3 separate regions of the Ovis aries genome follow, and regions 1 and 3 are each linked to region 2. A link is a contact called in public Hi-C data. All regions are on one chromosome and are shown on one strand. The core of a region is the stretch at or near the end of the contact, and the rest is flanking DNA. Distances in the headings are between cores, read along the strand shown. Region 1 overlaps FGD2 (FYVE, RhoGEF and PH domain containing 2). Region 2 overlaps CPNE5 (copine 5). Region 3 has its middle 15 kb from the start of SRSF3.

Region 1 (3,053 bases), core at 12-2,511, 250 kb after region 2:
GGGAAATCTCTGTACTTTCCTCTCAGGTTTGCTGTGAACCTAAACACTGATAAAAAACAAAAACAAAAACAAGGCCCAGAAAGGTTAGGGCCTCCCTGATAGCTCAGTTGGTAAACAATCTGCCTATAATGCAGAGACCCGGTTCGATTCCTGGGTCGGAAAGTTCCGCTGGAGATGGGATAGGCTGCCCACTCCAGTATTCTTGGGGTTCCTTGTGGCTCAGCTGGTAAAGAGCTGGCTCAGTGGTAAAGGCTTACCCACTCCAGTATTTTGGCCTGGAGAATCCCATGGACTCTATAGTCCATAGGGTCACAAAGAGTTGGACACGACTGAGTGACTTTCACTTTCTCTTTCAGAAAGATTAAGTAACTTGCTTGGGGGTCACACAGCAAATCCTTGTTTGCATGATCAAGCCCAGATATAACAGAGTCCAGAGCCTCTGTATCTAACCAGCATACTATACTATCTCCTATTAAGGCTTCAACCCAGAGGGATAAAGCATAGGGTGGAACTGCAGGCATAGTGGAGGAAATGGGAAGAAAACCCTCTGGGCCACCCCTCTCTGATGGCTCCTAAGTCCCGGTGGCCGGGGCTGGAAGAAACAGAGGTCAGATCTGGCCCATCTTAGTACCTTTCCATCTCCCCTTTCCCTCTCCTTACCCCACATGACATCTCCCAGGATTTGCCCCAGGAGGCAGCCCAATTCTGACCCTGGAGGCCTCCTGAGCTCTGAGAGCCCCTGCAGGAGGGCCTTGCCCCTGCTCCTGACTTGGACTGCCTGGCATTTGGGGCTGAAACAAGGGCTGGGGGTGGGGTGTAGCCTGAGGGTGATGAGAGCTGATGGCAGGACATGTGCAGCTTCTGGGGGCTCCCAGCCCACCCCCCATGCCTCAGCAGACTGAGGTCTTTTGGGAACGCAGCTCCCTACTCTGTCTCATCCAGCTTCTCTTACTGAATGTGGCCAGAATGTCCCAGAGGCCAGAGCGGGCATGTGCTTGTATGTCTGGGAGCCGTGGTGGGTGAGACTGAGAAATTGAGACTAGAGAAATTGGAGACTGGCAGCCCTGTCTTAGGACTGGCAGAGACCCAGGCATAGAAAAAGGGAGGCAACGATTGACAGAAAGGCCAAGAAATATAGAGACCAAAACAGAGTCGTTAAGAGGAAATCCATAAATATGTTCCCTAGAGTGTCTGACGCTCAGGATGTGTGCGCCGGCTTCCCGGCGTCTGCCGGTCTCGGCGAACACAATCACTGCAGGGCGTGTCTGGTGCTCTGGTAGTCACACAGCGCCCTCTCCTGGATGGCGCGGGCCTGGCGGGTGCAGAGCTGTCCACCCAGCCGCGTTTGTACAGAAATCATTTTCTGAGTCTGAGGTTTGGAGGCAGGGCTGGTCTTTGACCACTATGATGGCTCCCACTAGCCCATACCCCCCTGGCCTCTCTCCTTCCTGAGTGTCAGGGAGCCCTGGATCTCAGCAGCTGATTTCCATCCCCCAGGGTCTCAGTTCAGCTCAGTCACTCAGCCGTGTCCAACTCTTTGCGACCCCATGGACTGCAGCACGCCAGGCCTCCCTGTCCATCACCAACTCCCGGAGTTTACTCAGACCCATGTCCATTGAGTCGGTGATGCCATCCAACCATCTCATCCTCTGTCGTCCCCTTCTCCTCCTGGCCTGCCTGGGTCCTATATTTGCGCCATTCTGCACAGGGCCATCCTGGGAAGAAGGAAGGGGTGTGGGCCCTTGGGTACTCATGGACCCAAGACAACTGTGTCTCCATGGACAGCTGTGCAGGTTGGGCACTGCATGAGCACCCCCCAGCTGAAACGAGCGCTCTGCAGCCACAGCAGACAGCACAGGTTGCGTACGGACAGTTCTCATTGTCCGGCAGATGGCAGTCAAGTCTCGGGTTCAACAAACCAGACTCTTGACTATTACATCAGTTTGCCAACAGATGTCAGTAAAGTGTTTTGAGGAAGAGGTGTCTTTTTCTAATTAGCACAAAGGCGCTGCATGGGCTGGCAGGGACCTGACTGCCAAGTCTGGTGGTTGAGCCTGGGCACAGCCCAGCTCGGGGAACTGTCTTTCAGAAACCTACATCCTGCACCCCTGCAGAGGTGGTCCCTCAGGTCAGGGATCTCCCCAGTTCCCCTTTACTATGAAAAGCGTCATGTTTCTTCCCAGCTCTGGCCTCCAAGCCTTAGATTTCTCCCTTCTTGTCCCTCTCCCTCCCCCAGTCAGTCATGGAGTCTTGCCAGATTCCTGATATAGACCCTTTGAGCCTCCGCATTGTCAAGGGTATCAAGAGCAGGTCACATCCAGCCCCTTCTAGAGGCAACGGACAGGTTCTGTGGGCCCAGTGAGTAGACCAGGCCTCTCGTGAGCAAGTCATGCTCTTGCAGGAGCGGTGGGCGGCCTGAAAGTGTGCCAAGGCCTGCTCACCTTGCGGCAGGGAGCTGCAAAGGAGCCAAGTGTCAGGTGGGCTCACGTCCCTCCATGCTAGGCCCCTGGGCTCCAGGTCTGTGTCTTCACTTCCTTTCATGACCCTGTCTTCACCCGACCTGGGAGACATCTGTGTTTACCGGGCTCTGGGGTAGAGTAGAAAGAGACGTGCTTCTACCTTACCCGTGAGGACCGAAACCCTGAGTCTGAATCTTCATTCTGCTCTTTAGATGCTCTGTGACCCCAAGCAGGTCTCTTGTCCTCTCTGATCTCCATTTCCTCATCTCCCAAATGAGGGGTGATAATATCTGCCTCTCAAGATTGCTGCAAAAATTTTCTTTCACATCTGTTTATTATGGACACTTTTAAGGGGAGAAAATGGTACCTCATATATTCATCACCTGGTTATGATGACTGTCAACTCAAAACTGGTTTCTTCAGCAACCCCCCTTCTAGTCCCCTTTTCCAATGGATTATTTAAGAGCAAATCTCAGACACACAATCATTTCACCTATAAATACTTCAGTATGTCTTTGTAAGAGACAAGAACTCTTTTTTAAAAAAGATATTTTATTTTATTTTTTGGCCATTCCATGCTGCATGTGGGATATT
Region 2 (3,063 bases), core at 139-2,638:
GGAGCACACAGTAAATATTTGTTGAAGAAATGCAGGAGTGTGCTGAGGATCAGCCCCCGGAAGCCGCTGGGCCAGTGTGATCCCAGGATGGTCTTGGTTAAGGAGGCCGTGTCCACAGCAGCTGCAAGCTGCAGATTTAACTGTTGTGCTCACTGCTCTGTCTACCACCTTCCAGCTCTGTGACCTTGGTTGAGTCACTTCCCTGCCTGGGCCTTGGTTTCCGTTCTTGTGACGAGGGGATGATAATGCCTGCCTCTTAAGGAAACAACCTGTGAAAAGCACCCCAACGGGGAATTTCCCAGAGTAAGAGCCCAATAAGTTCGAGTCCTTTTCCTTCCTGCAGCAAGAGCCCCCCACGGGAGTTTCTCTCTGGGATTTTTCATCCTACATCACAGGGCCCGTCCCCCCGGACCCCCACTGCTCCGTCAGCCCCACTCCTCCCCACCCCCAACCCCCAGGTCTGGTTCCCACACCCTGCAGCAAAGCCGCACAGACCACCAGACCTAGCTCGGGGCTCAGGAAGTCTACATCCGCCTCAGAGAGGGAGTGGCTACTCACTGTGCCCGAATTCACATATTTCTTTTTCTTCATTTTCTTTTTTGGGTTTACCACCTGCCGAGGAAAAAAACACACACACACAATAAAACCCAGTTACCAGGTAAGAAGGAGCGCTTCTGCAGGGGCTGGGTGTGGCCCTGGGGCAGAAGAGAAGGAGGAAGCCAAGGGTGACTAGGGAGACGCAGAAGGAAGAAAGAGCTGGAGCTTAGGCCCAGGTGGGAAGTTCAGGTGGGAGGTCTGGCAAGCTGTGCAGGCAGGAACGGGGGAGAGAAGTCTGGCGGGACAAACCCAGCACAAACCTCAGAACCGCCACAGGCCTGAAGGCCACGCAGAGGATCTGGTGCTGCCTGGCGTGTTCGTAGGACGACAGTTCCCTAGGCAAGCTGCTGAGACGGGGGCACATTGCAGCCCCGAGACTACACTGTTCCTGGATCTCTCAGTCTGTCCCATGAGGGTGTGGGGCTTCTAGTATTTACCGCAACTCAAACATCTACTCCAGAGCAGCTCTCCCACCAGAGGGGAATGCACATGGACTCTTGGGGGTCTGGGCATCACCAAAAGACCTGGCCACAAGCATATGTCTTTGAAGTCATCTGTTATCTTTAAATTAGCCTGTACCACATGCACTCTCTAATTATAACTGTTTCAATATTAAAGCACTGTTTTGTTCTCAGATCTTCCTGTGAAGTGGGCACTGAGAAAACATCCTGTTTGTTCTGGGGTTTCCACCACCACTGGGCATGCACACCCCCTCCCCCCCTCCCCATGTACCAGACTCTCCAGCCTAAGCGGCCCCAGACGCCGTGCAGGGGACCAGCGCCCCCTAGGGGCCAGCAACCTCCCCACTCCCGGGCTGGAGTTCGAAGCTTTCTCCTCTCTCTCCTCACGTCCCCAGCGTCTTCAGGGTCCCCAGGGCTGGTAGGGGGTCTGCCCTCCTGTGCAAGGAGGCACTGAGTGGCTCCCAGGACCAGGAGCTCTGCGGGCTCTGGACACAACAGTGAGCGAGACATCGTCCCCACCCCTGAGGATGTCATGGTCTTTGGGGAGGGGGGGTGGGGAGGGGAGGGAGGAGGGGGGAGGGGAGGGAGGAAGTATGATAAGGGCTGCCCAGGTGTCGCTAGTGTAAAGAACCTGCCTGCCAGTGCAGGAGACCTAAGAGATGTGGCTTCAATCCCTGGGTCAGGAAGATTCCCCTGGAGGAGGGAATGGCAGCCCACTCCAGTATTCTTGCCTGGAGAATCCCATGGACAGAAGAGCCTGGTGGGCTACAGTCCACGGGGTCACAAAGAGTCAGACACGACTGAAGCAACTTAGCACACACGCACACACATAGTATGATAAACAGGTAACAGGCCTGCTTTTAGTGGGGGAGGAGGGAACAGGAGCACCCTCTTCAGACTTGGTGGGTGTGCAGGTAGGGCCTTCCTGGGGGAGGAGCATCACAGGCTGTCTCTGAGGCCCGGTAGAGGCCCAACCAGGTCAAGAAGAGCAAAGGGAGCCCCGGGGAGGCACCAGCACAAATGAAGCCACAGAGACCGAGCCAGATGGAGGTTCAGAGAGCCTCAGATGGCATAATGGGCTGAAAGCGAGGGTGGGCAGAGGGACGGGGAGCGGGCCAGACCCCAGGGGCTCCTAGAGCTGTGATGTATACGGCCGCTCATACACGCCCCCACCTCAGCTGCACAGACACTGCAGGTCGCGGGGGCTTGACCCTCTTGTGAAGGAGCTCGGCCTTTCCTTGTAGGTAAAGGGCCCTGTCGGACATCAGTTGGGGTGGAGGCTCCCTGCTCCCTGGGGCGAACCAGGCTGAGACAGCGGGTGAAGTGAACAGCCAGGTAGTAAGCAGGGCAGCAGTGTGGTCGATTACCATTTTGTAGGCAGCTCTGGGTTACTGAGTAGAAGTGGAAAGGCCATTAGGAGGCTGTCGCAAAGCCCCCCACCCCCACGGGGGAGATGGTGATGGTGGGGGTGGACAGGAAGGAAGGGGACAAGCCTCAGAATATCCAGGTGGCAGGAGGAGCAGGACTCAGCCGTGGACTGGGTGTGGGATGCGGGGCAGAAGGCATCAGGGATGCCTCCCCAGGGGCCGTGGTCCCCACGATGATGGCACAGGAGGGGGAAGCGGCTGGCCAGAGGAGAGGAGGGCGGCAGGGGCTCTAGCCGGCGCATTCAGTTTAGGAGGCTAAGTCTGAGGAGCGGCCACATACAGCTGGGCATGTGCGATGGACACCTAGGCTGACGCCAGAGCCTGAGATGAGGGTCTTTCCTGGCAGAAGCCTATTCCCTCTTCAGGCACTTCAGACACTAGAAGGGCCTTCCTGAGCCCAAACCAGCCTCCCAGAGATGCCCTCCACAGTGCCAGGCCTGCCGCTCGGCAGCCAGAATCTAATTCCTTTTCTACCTGCCGGCGCTTCCAGTGTGTGAGACAGCACTTTGGCTTGCCAGTGCTGCAGTTTCTCTTGTTTGCAAGGGAGCAGGGCTCAACGACCGAGAAAACAAGTCGAT
Region 3 (3,053 bases), core at 150-2,649, 140 kb before region 2:
ACGTTCATGGCACTTAAAAGTATGAGGTAGTATATAGGATCACAAGGAGCTGGACGTGACAGTGGCTGAACGACAACCCTTTGGTAGAGGGGGAATGACAGGAAAAACTGAGTAGTCCCAATTGCACAGGGTAAAGTACAATTTTAGACAGTGTCTATCCCACTTAATCATTTTCTTTAATGGCTTTATGCAGACACTTACTACTTTCTACCTGTACTTGGTTCAGACCTGTGGGCATGGGCAGTTCTTTGTGTGCCAGACATGGAGTGTCTCTGTCCTCTTCCCCTGATGTCAGTGATGCTCCCTGGCTAGGGTGACAACCCTAAGGAAAAGAAAAGCTGCAGTTTCCCCAGCACCCACCAGGAGGCAGTACTGCCCCGTTGAGAATACTGGGCCAAATTTGCTTGGGGTCACACACTTGTTGAGTAGAACTGTCTCCATTGACTCCAGAGTCTTTTTTCCACCATGATAGTAACAATAAAGGCAGTAATAAAGACAATAGAGATGATAATTCGTATTCCTTGAACTCCTGCCAGCATCTTGCTAAATGTTTTACATATACCTATTACTAGCTCACTTAAACCTCACCACTTGAGGGCAGTTTCTCATCTTGCAGATGAAGAAATCAAAGCTTAGGTCCAAGACCCATGTTAAGTGTTTTGTGTAGAAGAGGTTGTACTTGAGCTAAGTATTGAAGAATGGGATTGGGATAGAAAGCTGGCTGTATAAGAAAAAAGCCATGCGCATAAAAGCAAAGGCAGGAAACTTAAAGGTTTTATTATGGACTGACAACTTCTAAGACTGTGAATTTATTCAGGGTTTAGAATTGGAGATTAGTATAAAGTGAGAACTAGAGGAGAACTTAAGAGTTCATCAGGGACTGGTGATTTTCAAACTTGAAAACTAGCCAAACCTTTTTCTGGAATGAAATTGTGTATTACAAAGTGCGTAAGAATTTAAATGATGTTGTAAGTTCTGGTAGATAAATTCAGTCACAAAGATGGGAAAAATAATGTTTTGATGAATGCAGTCTTAAATTGACCTCAGAGCCAAGGTTTTCCTGTTTTGGTTGTACAGAGAAGTGAATACATTTTTTAACAACTCATTTTGCAATCCCAGAAGTGACAGGATGGAAAGTCTACCTCACAACAACCTAGAAACACAGATTCACTGTAACATGTTAGCAAGTTTTGTGTTCTAAAAAAACCAAAATCATTAGACATACAAGCATATATTTTAAACACAATCAAATGTATGGGAGACTCCTGAGGCACCATGTGAGTTCTTGTGCTTGCCCACACCTTCACCCTGTAGAGCCTGAGGTAAAGGGACAGGGGAGTGAGTTGTTGAGACTCGTGGAGCCCAGCTAGGGCCATCTCTTGGTGCTCAGCCTCCTGAGTCTCGGCTCAGTGCTCCTGAGAGACTGAAATCTGGTGTGGCAGCGTGCCATCGCCCTGGCTGTACAACCCCTCACCTGCAAGGCCCTGGCTGCTTGCCCATCTCCCCAGCAGATAAAGCCTCAGACGGAGGGCAAACAGTACCCGGCTCCAGGAGTCCGCACAGGTCTGATTCACCCAGTGGTTTCTGCCTGCACCACATCTTTTCCCTCGCTGTGGCCAGATCCGGGCTCTTGGGCGAGACACCTGTGAGCTTGAGAATGTTGTCAGCTCTTTCAAGGAGGGTTTTCCAGGCCACACAGGGACTTGTCTGCCCCGTCCGCGTGGGTGGCTCAGAGCCTTGCCCCATCGACCTCAGGGCCGGTATCAGGGTGGGGCAGTGTCATGGGGTGCGGTGCTGTGTTACCAGGGTGCAGGCATGTTGGCGACAGGTGGTGGCTCTGAAGCATGGGAGAATAGGTGGGCTACTGACTCCCAGGATTTCAGAAATACCGTTTGTCATCATTTGCCGCACTTTTCGGGGAAGCATGATAAACCACTGTTAGGAGGTATTCTTTTAATCACAGCATTATTCATATTAGCGTTTTTGTTTAGAGAATGCATTTTCTGCCTCCTGAAGAGAAAAATAACCATGAGCAAGCAATATGTTTATACAGAAACATTTTAAAATTAAGTTCACACACTGAAACCTTTGGCTGGACACAGGCTGATATCAAATAATAAATTAACCTGACCTTGACTCAGAGCAGGTCCTCCAGAAGCTGGTTATCGCTATGCTGGGAACAGCTTCTCCGAGGTGCTGTGGTCACATCGCAGGAGAGGGAGAAGGTTCTGCTTTCTCCAGAGTTGCAGTGCTGACCTTGACCATACATACTGTTATGTATTTGTGTTCCTGCTGCTGGCACGTCACCGTGGCCCCTAGTGATAGTGAAGCCTTTGACTCCTCTGGGAGCTCAAGTCTCCACAGCTGAGCAGCGGGGGCCAGAACTGCTTCCCTTCCCGGCTTGTTGGGACAAAACCTGAGGTAACACGTGTATAGCTTCAACAACTCTGCCTGGCACAGAGGGAGCCCCCAAAGTGCCAAGCTCAGCGTTTTTCACATGAGCTCTACTCCATCCTCTTTACTCACTTTTTATTCAAAGGTAATCCACGATAATGGCACAGACAGCACATAAACAAGAAGGTGACCCAGTAGCTTTGAATTTTCTTAAGTTTTTTTTTCCTATCCTATTCTCTTTATTCTGTATGCTTGGAGTGGGAAGTGTCTTCATTTATTTGTGTTTCAGTTCAGTTGCTCAGTCGTATCTGACTCTGTGACCCCATGGACTGCAGCACGCTGGGCCTCCCTGTCCATCACCAACTCCCAGAGCCTACTCAAACTCATGTCCATCAAGTCGGTGATGCCATCCAACCTTCTCATCCTCTGTGTCCCCTTCTCCTCCCGCTTTCAATCTTTGCCAGCATCAGGGTCATTTCCAATGAGTCAGTTCTTTGTATCAGGTGGCCAAAGTATTGGGACTTTCAGCTTCAACATCAGTCCTTCCAATGAATATTCAAGACTGACTGCCTTTAGGATGGACTGGTTGGATCTCTTTGCAGTCCAAGGGACTCTGAAGAGTCTTCTCCAACATCATTTGTGTTTAGGGGGTGTTAGGT

The links. A called contact is a pair of places that touch in the nucleus more often than the background predicts.
Region 1: a contact with region 2 is called in a Hi-C map of tail adipose tissue, with 4 times the contacts expected there. The contact joins two enhancer-like sites. A contact is called at or near these places in 5 of 16 Hi-C or Micro-C datasets (blood, hypothalamus, liver and 1 more).
Region 3: a Hi-C map of liver shows a contact between it and region 2, with 5 times the contacts expected there. The contact joins two enhancer-like sites. A contact is called at or near these places in 9 of 16 Hi-C or Micro-C datasets (blood, liver, mixed tissues and 5 more).

The regions. Positions count from the first base shown.
Region 1 is chr20:11,013,885-11,016,937 of ARS-UI_Ramb_v3.0, forward strand. All of the region lies in intron 9 of FGD2 (FYVE, RhoGEF and PH domain containing 2), which reads left to right. Among named protein-coding and RNA genes, the nearest start is that of FGD2, 20 kb to the left of the region's middle. Within about 2 kb of position 1,262, at least 33 of the 54 cell types and tissues checked have an H3K27ac peak or open chromatin away from gene starts, as enhancers often do. A contact at or near this core is called in liver, where this site is marked.
Region 2 is chr20:10,760,148-10,763,210 of ARS-UI_Ramb_v3.0, forward strand. CPNE5 (copine 5) reads right to left here. Exons shown (of 21, transcript XM_027958670.3): 13 at 559-612. Among named protein-coding and RNA genes, the nearest start is that of RAB44, 63 kb to the left of the region's middle. Within about 2 kb of position 1,389, at least 4 of the 54 cell types and tissues checked have an H3K27ac peak or open chromatin away from gene starts, as enhancers often do. A contact at or near this core is called in liver, where this site is marked.
Region 3 is chr20:10,621,397-10,624,449 of ARS-UI_Ramb_v3.0, forward strand. No RefSeq gene overlaps it. Among named protein-coding and RNA genes, the nearest start is that of SRSF3, 15 kb to the left of the region's middle. Within about 2 kb of position 1,400, at least 17 of the 54 cell types and tissues checked have an H3K27ac peak or open chromatin away from gene starts, as enhancers often do. A contact at or near this core is called in liver, where this site is marked.